2 separate regions of the Mus musculus genome follow, and region 2 is linked to region 1. A link is a contact called in public HiCAR-type data. All regions are on one chromosome and are shown on one strand. The core of a region is the stretch at or near the end of the contact, and the rest is flanking DNA. Distances in the headings are between cores, read along the strand shown.

What was found. HiCAR-type assays count read pairs that join an accessible place to other places.
Region 2: a contact with region 1 is called in a HiCAR-type map of astrocytes, with 5 times the contacts expected there. The contact joins two enhancer-like sites. A contact is called at or near these places in 6 of 39 promoter capture datasets (the HPC-7 cell line, cranial neural crest, frontonasal cranial neural crest and 3 more), 2 of 115 datasets of contacts at active chromatin or transcription factors (acute myeloid leukemia and astrocytes) and 2 of 9 other capture datasets (liver and macrophages).

What each region holds. Positions count from the first base shown.
Region 1 is chr6:65,763,754-65,768,725 of GRCm38.p6, forward strand. No RefSeq gene overlaps it. Among named protein-coding and RNA genes, the nearest start is that of Prdm5, 13 kb to the right of the region's middle. Within about 2 kb of position 1,513, at least 82 of the 459 cell types and tissues checked have an H3K27ac peak or open chromatin away from gene starts, as enhancers often do. A contact at or near this core is called in astrocytes, where this site is marked.
Region 2 is chr6:66,396,820-66,402,299 of GRCm38.p6, forward strand. No RefSeq gene overlaps it. Among named protein-coding and RNA genes, the nearest start is that of 2610300M13Rik, 67 kb to the right of the region's middle. Within about 2 kb of position 2,527, at least 44 of the 459 cell types and tissues checked have an H3K27ac peak or open chromatin away from gene starts, as enhancers often do. A contact at or near this core is called in astrocytes, where this site is marked.

The DNA.
Region 1 (4,972 bases), core at 263-2,762:
AGTAATATATGCAACTCTCGCCCTCTATTTAAGTGTAAACCGATAGAGAAGAAAATGCGAAGTTTCCCAGAACCATTTGTTTATCCTCCCAATGTGTTCAACTGTAATCCAGACAGATCCAGCCACCTGATTTTTGACATGGTTGTCCAAAATATACATCAGAGAAAAAGATAACCCCTTTAAAAAGAATGCTTGGAAAACTGGAGGTACACAAGTAGAATGAAACTAGGTTCCTGTCTCGTCCCCTGTACAAACTCCAAAGGGATCACTGAGTAAAAATATTTTATTAATGTATTTATTTTTTGTGCATCTCTGTGTGTGCACATGTGTGTGTGAGTGTGTGTGGTGTGTGTGTGTGTGTGTGTGTGTGTGTGTGTGTGTGTGTGTGTGTGTGTGTGAGAGAGAGAGAGAGAGAGAGAGAGAGAGAGAGAGAGAGAGACTGATCATGTGTGGAGGTCACAGGATATCCCTCAGGAGTACTCTCCTTCTACCAGGTGGTTTCTGAGGATTGAAGTTAGGTCACCAGCTTACTGGAAGGACTTTTATCCACTGAGCCATATTTCTTGACCATGAATAAAATATCTTAATGTAAGACCTGAAAGTCTGAAACTGTTAAAAACAAACAAACAAACAAAAAACAATGTAAAGAAAATTCTTCAAGGTCTAGGCACAGACACACAATTCCTGGACAAGTCTCCAGGATGTAGGAACAATCATAAGAACTGACAAATGAAGCTTCACTAAATGAACGCTGCCTCACAGCAAAGGAAACTGTTAAGATGTGAACAAACAGATTTCAGAATGGGAGAGGAATCTTTGCTGACTGTAGATCTGTCAGAGGACAGATGCGCTTTTACAAGGATTTGTTACTGTTTTAATTGGGCTGTACTTACAGAATGCCAACTACAATAACTCTGCTCTTCTAAACAAAAGCAGTGCTTAGAAGCAATTAACATTAAATAGCACTAAAATTTACATTTAAAACCTTGGTTTAGTTTAGTTGGGTTTTGTTGTTTTGTTTTGACATGGGTGGTAGAGATAGGTCTCATTATAGCCTAGAGTAGCATCAAATGCTGTATGTTGCAGAGAGTGGCTTTGAACTCCTAATCACCCTGCCTCTCTTCTGAGAATTGGGATAGCAGATTTATGCCAGCACCCCTAGCTTGAATTAAAAAGCCAACCATAACACACCCAAATTCTGAGACGTCAGCTTGTCCTACTTGCCGTCTACATGGGTGGGATATCAACATTTGATCAGCCATTTGGCCATCTGTAAATTGTTAAAAGTCCAGCAGTTGAGCTTCTGCGGAACTGGTGATTGGGGCTGTTTTTTAGCCACTGAACAATGGCTCTTGGCTCCGTACCCACGTTCCTTAAAGGGATAAAGGCCAGAACCGGCACCTTACAGACTCAGACAAAGATTCTGAAAGTAAAAGTCTTGATTTATGACTCCGTGGTCAGGAAAGAGGTGCATCTGACACAGAGAGAGTCCTTTCAAAGGGAAATAAAAGGGGAAGGGAGGCAGGAAGCAGAGCAGAGAGAAGCCTTGAAGGACTCACACAACTGCTGCTTAATTAGCATAAGAGAAACACGAGTTGGCAAGGAGGAAGGTCAGTGCGCAGTCTGAGTTGAGAGCAGCTTGAGCCCTCACTGCGCCAGACAAGAGAGATCTTCAAGAGCAAAGAGACTCCAGACACTTAAGATAGCTTTGACGTTTGGCTTTTAGTGTTCTCAAAAGAGACCAAACAAAGACAGTATACAACAACCTGGGGTAAACCCCATAACCTTAGCTCTTAGGAACAGTTCACTTTGCTAAACAAGAGGATTCTGAAGGATAACCCTTGCCGTGGGAGCCAGAGCATTAGTACAGCTGTCTTCAGGAGAGTTCTAGAAAAACATACTTTTGCCTTCTTTGCTAGAAGGAATCATTTTAAAGAGGATGCCCCACTTTCTGTTAGAAGGACAGGATTTTAGCTACAATTGTTACAGCAAATTTGGGGTGGGGGTTGGGGGGAGGTCTGACCAGAATCACCGCGTGACAGCAAGGAAGTTTTGCATTGTGCAAGTATACCTTGCCTTTCTACAATAGAGCTCTAAAAACCATAGACTGTTTCTGATCATCAAGGCCTGCCATGCTTGAGCGATGGGATAGGCTTTCTCCTAAAGAGCCGAGTCTAATCTCCCGCAAGAAGGTCATCCTGTGCTCCAGCCACAGACCTGACCAAGGACTCTTGCCTGTGTGGGAATCATCCAGAGCTGCCTCTCCCCCGCCCTCTCCTCCTTTCATCCTCCAGGGCCTCTATTCTGTTCTCAGCTCCTCTGCCCTATCCAGTATGGGATGCTGGAGGCTGAGGACCTTGTACCTGGGGCTGCCCCTTGTCCACCACCCTCCGTGTGGGGTCAGTGGCTTAACACAGCAAGATGCCCATCCTGGGCCGTGTGGAAAGCCTGTGCAGTCCTTCCTTGTCCGCCTGCCCGCCCAGAGCACCGGAACTCTGGCAGGATTCATCTTCTCTCCCACTCCCCTCTTTCCACCACACCCACGGCCCCGCAATGCATCACTAACCATTTATCTCATATGCACTAAGAATTCTTTCTATGTCAACATATTATTATTATTACTATTACTATTTTTATTATACTCCCCCCATTGAAAAATGGATTTTTTTTCTTGAATAATCTATCTTGGTTTCCCCTGTCTCTACTCCTCCCAGCTTCTCCCACCTACCTTCCCATCCAGGCACACTGCTTTTGTGTCTCTCATTAGGACAAATAGACTTCTATGGAATAGTAAAAAATAAAATGAAACAAAAACTAACACATTAGAATTGTATTTTAAAAAGGAAAAAAGGGCTGGTGAGATGGCTCAGTGGGTAAGAGCACCTGACTGCTCTTCCGAAGGTCCGGAGTTCAAATCCCAGCAACCACATGGTGGCTCACAACCATCCGTAACGAGATCTGACTCCCTCTTCTGGAGTGTCTGAAGACAGCTACAGTGTACTTACATATAAATAAATAAATCTTAAAAAAAAAAGAAAAAAAAAAAAGAGAAGGCACACACTTAGGAATCTCATACATTGGAAAATCATACATTCATATATACGGTAAAAGGAAAGAAGATATATAAATAAAAATTTTAAAAATAATAAGAAAAAAGAAAAGAAAAAGAGTCCTGGCATGCTGTTATGAAACAAACAGGGAACCGTCGAAGACTCTTTTGAGTTCATTTTTTTGTTGGCTATTTACTAATGGGCATTCAGCCTATACATAAAAGTAGTTGGTTTCACCAGTGGGACTCCCTTGGAGAGAACTAAATTTTAATTTACATTGGCTATCAATTTGAACTTGCTTCTGGATTATGGATGGGGGATGCGCCCACTTTTCCTTTCAGCTCTAGGACTCCAACTGATGCAGACCAATACAAGCCTTGTGCATACTGCCTTATTCATTAAGAATGTTGTTCGTGTATATTTGTGTTCTGCTGTCATCTGTAGTGTGTCACATATTGTACCATATGATATTATGTAATCACTTTGTCTTTAAATATATTTTTATTTCATTGCTTAAGGATTTCATATTCCTATACAATGTGTTTTGATCAAATCCATTCCCGACCCCTTCCCAGAACTTCCACTGGGTTCCCCTCCCAGTTTAGTTTAGTTTTTTAAATCACTGAATCCAATTCTGCCCTTATATGCATGGGTGTAAGGCTAACGCCAACCACTGGACTTTAGTGACCTACTCAGGTTGACACACCTACTCAGGCTGACACATTTGACAGATATTTGGTGTTTGCAGTGAATTAGTTAATCTGCTTTGGCTCCCAGTGGGTCGACAGCTGCAAGGTGCCCAAGAGCTCTGGATTCGAGAATGAAACACACACACACACACACACACACACACACACACACACCAACTAATTTTGGTATGCCTTGACTAGCTCAATGGTTGGACACTTTTTTGTTTGTTTGGTTTTTGTTTTTCGAGACAGAGTTTCTCTGTGTAGCTCTGGCTGTCCTGGAACTCACTTTGTAGACCAGGCTGGCCTCGAACTCAGAAATCCTCCTGCCTCTGCCTCCCAAGTGCTGGGATTAAGGCGTGTGCCACCAGCGCTGGTTGGACACTTCTAAACTTCCCTGCGCCTAGTACACACTCCAGTCCAGTATTCCTGAGTAAACATCTTTTAAAATCTATATTTCATCTTTACTACCCTAGACCCAATCAGAGGAATGGCTCCGAGAGCCACTGTCCTGGAATCCTACATGTTGGCCATCCTTCTCCTTGCTAGTTCTCATGGCCTTTCCCTGAAGAGCAATGTAAAAGTCCCGCCTCCGTCTCCCTTCTCAGCCATTGGCTGTCCCACAATTCTTTATTACTAATCAAAGCCAGCTGGGGACAGAAACCCTCAGCATCCGGAAGCATGACTTTTGGGAGCAGAATTAAGACAAAGCATTAGAACTAATCCCCAACAATTTGGGTTGTTTACATCTCCTATATATTATAACTACATCAGTTTTAACTAGTACTATGCTTTGAGTTTTTCCTTTTCCTCGTGTTTTTTTTCCATGTGTTTTTGTCTGATGTTTTCCCTTCTTTTTAACTTGGAAGTATCCTAATTAGTGTGTGTGTGCGCGCGCGTGCACACTTGAAATGAGCATTATGACATTATGCTCACATTTACATACATTCCATAGAAGAACAAGATTCTTTCACTCTGTTTTAAGCAATATCTAGAGCAGAATCAAGTTTTCCTTTACAACTAGCGAATAAAGTAACAAGTGACTCTGTATAATAATTTGAATGGATAGACAAACCATTCTTTATTGAGGATATTGTCAAAAGTGAGCTAAAAGGAGGGTTTAGGAATACATCTGAGCTGGGAAACAAAGTGCCCTTTTGCACAAGACCCCAAGTTCAAGCCGGGTGTATGGCACAAGCCGGTAATCTTCACACTTGGAGATTAGGAGCAGAA
Region 2 (5,480 bases), core at 1,277-3,776, 630 kb after region 1:
AACAAAGTGGAAATGAGGCATTTAGGCTGCTAAAAGGCAATGCCGTACCATGGGTAGCTCACAAGTAAAATGCAATCTCACAATTCTGACTTCCCAGACCAACTCCTCGCAGACTGGATCTTAGGAGTTCCCATTTCCTAAATCATAGTCAGTCTCTTTTCACTGTGCCCTCACAGAATTGTTTCATAGTCCCTCATTCTTCTCATTTATAAGTACAATAATCCACGTATAAGGCCTCTCACCTGTTAAAGGTCCAGCTTCCCATTACTGTCATCACAGGGACTAGAATATCAACATTAAATTTTTGAGGGAACATGAATATTCAGAAAATGGCACGGTATAGATTTCCATGTTATTAACAACCCAGGAAAGTGTTTTTAGATAGAAGGGTCCAACATCCATTACAAGACAAAATTTCTTCAAAAGTATCTGCACGATTTCGTAGGAAATCAATATAAAATAAAACTTCCTAGAATCAAGCCTGGTCCTAAGTAGTGAACCACTGCCTTCAATATATTGTAGAGTTAAATATAGATTTACTGTGTGGACAGTCTGATAGTAATAATAGCAAATACTATGAGGAAACAAAAATACACATTTTTGACCACAAAAATTCGGAGAAGCCACGTATGACACTTTCGCCAGCTTCTCCTTCTTTGAGGGCCATCCAAGTAACAAATGTATCATACGCCTGTCATGATGGAAAACTGCAGCCATTCCGTTTCACATGCCTGGTAAAGCTGCAAGGGAAATGATTACACACCAGATCAGCATTCCGAGAAACTCGGACATAATGTAATAATGAACACAGTGTGTGTTAGATTAAAGGAGATCACAGTGGCTGGTGTGTTGAAAGGTTCATTTGAGGTTTTTCGAAGCTTTCAAGCCAAGTTTATTTTTTGAAACTGTGCCTAAAGACTCCCAGAACTCTGTTGGTTCTTTCCAAAGCATACCCATCATTGAAATATAAATCCAAGTAGAAAACAAGTTTTATGTTCTTTGTTCCCTCAGCAAAGGTTCATCTACTACTACTTCTAAGTGTCAGGTAACATGTTAAGAGGTAAACATGAAGAGAAAAATAAAACATAACCCTGGCTTTAAATTGCTTCCCCACTTAAGATTAGTAAATAATATGAAGAATTACAGCCAAATAGCAAATGAGACCTCTAAACATCCTTATTTAAGTTACTGGATTTTAAGTTATATCTCCATAGAAACCAACTAAGTACTTACGGCATGTCAAATTATAATCCTAGCAATTGAGCCAAGTCCTTATTGTTACAAAGCTAGTAATTCCATCTAGACTGTGTAGTTGAGTCCTTATTCTTGACTATCACACTAAAGTCACCCAGAACTACAGAAATCTGGAGTATGGTAGCTTTAAAAGAAATTGTATGAATGTAACTTCTGAGGCTGGTAGACAGGAGTCCATCTATCTCAGTAAGAAGTGCACTGCAGTTTTTTGTTTGTCTGTTGATTTTATTTTCTTTTGTAGCAAAGGCTTTTTAAATTTTATTTATTTTTATTAGCTAGAGAAAGCACCCAAGGAGCTGAAGGGGTCTGCAACCCTATAGGTTGAACAACATATGAACTAACCAGTACCCCCAGAGCTCATATCTCTAACTGCATATGTAGCAGAAGATGGCCTAGTCGGCCATCACCTGGAAGAGAGGCCTCTTGGTATAGCAAAGGCTTTTTAATTAACCTATTTTACAAATGCACTAGAGAATCATGCAATGCTGTCTACCCTGAATGCAATTCTGGGCCACAAGTCTGCGTGCTCCTTTGCAACTGGACTTGTGGTAAGTAAAACTTTCATCTTGAACTGATTGTTTACTATGGTCTCTGCATTATCTTCAAATTAAAGAAACACTCCACCTTTTCTTCAATACTACTTTCATTATCAAATTTCCGGGGACTCAAGATGTCAAAGTAAGGATGTGGTGGGTCTTCCAGAGCAAAACTCCAGATTTCACTGGGTCTTCTGGTAGGAGCTGTGATCAACTCTGCTGACAGTTACAGGAGCCAAAAAACTGTCTATCATCTCTGTGAAGGGAATCAAGAGATGGCTGGACAGACTTCCTGCTGCTGCTGTGGGTGACATGGTGACAGCCACAGTTAAGAAACGCCAGCCAAACTAAGAGAAAACGTTCATCTAGTACTACAATTTTTAATCCAACAAGCTCTTTCAGTGGGATGGAGACTCATAGTTTCTCCCATCTCTTAGAGATCTCTTGTACCTGTTTTCTTACTGTCTTGATGTATACATCAACTTTAAACATTAAATGACAAGCTTACTTCATTGTATTGTCTTTCAAAAGAAAAAAGTTTTCCATCATGCCCTGCCTTGTATAGGGAACTGTCTCTTGTTTTCAGCACTTGGAACTGTGGCTCTGCACAATGGTTCTTTGGCAGTCTGAGGTCATAGACTTGGCTACGGGAAATTGTTCCCCTTCAACACTGGCCCACCCACCCCCATTCTGGACCCTGGGCGCTTCCATTGAGAAGGCTGAATACACAACAACAGAACCTCATTATTGCAGACACAGCCTTCACTGGGGGCATGGGTCACATTAGCTCCTTTGTTCTGCCCATTTTCTAAAACATTCCATCTCTTTCAATTTCCACATCTATTTCGTTAGCTTGCCCTCCCTCTTCTTTTGGCAAATCTACCCCTTTCTGCCTTGATGCACTTCCTCTATTATGCTACTTTCCCAGCAAAACAAAATTGAGCAAGTAAGCACACAGTAAAACGTCTAATGGCTGTTTGAGATGGATGCAATGTTGTGTGGGACTGATGGGAAGGGAGCAACTGCCTCCTGCTAAGAGGGTCACTGGCATTTCTGCCAGTGCCAGTAGACACAACAAATTCAGCTAAAATTTCTGGGTGTTGGAAAGATTACTCCAGAGGAGCAACAGTGAGCTTTCTTTTATCACCCCATGGGAGGTTGACCCTGTTGAAGAAAAGGAGCGTTCACCATTGGCACAACATAGAAAAATAAATATTGCCATATATGTTTCTCCATCCTTCACAGTGCTTCCTCTTGGTACATGGATGGGATGAAGAGTTAAACTATTTTATAATGGTGCTAAAGGCAATTACAATAGAATTTAACATGGCTTATTCACTACCTAGGCTACCCTTATCTAGATTTTGCTAACGTGTATCTACCAATCATTTCTAAGGGTAACAATGACATCTCTAGGTCTGTTTCATAGACAGCATCATGGAATAAAGTTTCAAAACAGATCTCCAATCTTTTCTAGATGAAGAAATACTAAATGTGGTATTTAAACACATCAAGAAAGTGAAAATACATTTTCATAGGGTATAAATCATATTTTTGCACCTATATTATCATGCCCTGCAGAAACCAAGATTCTAGAAGAGAAGAACCTTATACAGTTAGGAGGCAGGTATGTATCATAGAAGATGAAAACAAACTTGAGTCAAGATGTAGAAAAGAGAGTGAGTATATATAATATAGGCATTTACTCAGCTCCTCAACCACATCTACTTCTCTCTACTGTTGAATGTTATTCTTAACAAGAATCTCCTTAGGAAAGTATAAGCAGAAACAAAATTAATTAGGTGAAAATGCTGCGACATATATTTAAATTTTAATGATCAATTTTCTTGCTTTTGGTTGTCCTTGTAATTGTTCGATAGTCATTTTTCTGGTTTAAAAGAATTAAATTAATGATAATCAACTTGCACTAATTCTTTAAAGGAAAGGAACTGCAAGATTTTAAATGTTCTGCTAAAAATGAAGGCTACATTCCTTTATTTCCTCTTGATGTCTATTAATGTTCCTTTATGATTTGGCATACTTACCTCTGCAGTAAACGTTGGGAGTTATGTCACAAAGCTATCTGAGTAGGTATCAGCAATATACTGCAGTAAGGAGTAGCCCCTTTGTTCAACATTCTCAATGCTTATGCTAAACACTTGAGGGAAAGTAGGTGACTGGCTCATAAAATATGCAAGTAAAGGATGAGGACTAAGATCTATTTAAAGACTGTTTTTACATTGGTGTCCTCCAAATGGCAAACCATACATATGGGTGTTTTTGCATCTCAAAAAGAGCAAATAATCTTTTCCTGTGTGCTTTAAATAGTCCTGAATAGCATATAGGTGTGGAAAGCATATATTGTAATCAGTCACATTTCCTGTTTTGTGTCCAGTTTTTGATGCTGGGCTGCCTTGATTGCTTAATAAAGAAGGAAGGAAGGAAGGAAGGAAGGAAGGAAGGAAGAGAGAGAGAAAGAGAGAAAGAGAAAGAGAGAAAGAAAGAGAGAAAGAGAGGAAGAAAGGAAGAAAGAAAGAAAGAAAGAAAGAAAGAAAGAAAGAAAGAGAGAGAGAGAGAGAGAGAGAGAAAGAAAGAAAAGAGAGAGAGAAAGAAAAGAGAGAGAGAAAGAGAGAAAGAGAGAAAGGACCTGTCACCCTGTTTTCTTTTTGGAACTTTTCTGTTTCTTTTGAAATTAGTTACAGCCTGCATTCTGTAGTGTTTTGTACCCAGACTGACCTAATTTAACTACCATGATTTGTATGGTTTAAAGATAAATACTTTGATTCAGTTTGTCTACTTTGTGTTTGTTTCTCTCCCTTTCAAAGTGTCTATACTTTAGCATTCAAAACCCTTGCAATTTCTTTCTTTATTGAAAGGCAGCACTGGTCTTTCTAGTGGTGTCTTTAGTCACCCAGCTTTCTTTGATGTCACGTTCGCTTGCCCCATCCTCTGCTATATCTGGTGTGTGCTGGGAATTGTTGCCGTTTGTGGGATTCAGACAAAATTCTTTGACTTGAGCCACAGAGCATCATTACTGGCCATGTCTCTGCACAGAACAGACAGCCCCCAGTTAAAAATAGAAGCCAGGGAAGGAGACCAAAAGAGCATGGAAGAGAAACCCCAAGCGCATAAAAGCTGCAGTTAATGATTCAAGGCCACAGTACAGACTACCAGGCAGGCCCACGAAAGAATTAGACATTCAGTGAAGCTATTTAAAATGGAAAACCTATTTCTCTTATTGCAGATCCACCACAAGGCTTGCAAAGGAGTTGGGTTTCACTTTTGCTGGAGCTTTCTTCCTGGGTAAAAAAACATTCAGAAAGATTGTTCTTGGTTAAAAAACAAAAACAACATCAATTTAAGAAAACAAAACAAAAAAATCTACTCCCTCTCTATGAAGCTTTACGCTCTGTAAAATGACTATTATATTAACAACGGTTGTGAATCACCTAGACTGGGCTTTCCCAGGGGAGTGGCAGTAAGCTACTAACTTCCTCTGAGCTCACCGGGTAAGTCTCTGAAGGAATCTTTTGTTTTCACAGAACGGAGCACTTGCTGAATATGGAGAATAAGGCAGAGTATAAAATCAGACCAGTGGGCCCAAAGCAGGCCATGTCTTGCTACATGTGCCGTACAACCTTTTGCCCACTCCTGCAGACTCTCCTCAGCACACTCTCCTCAGAGCAGAGC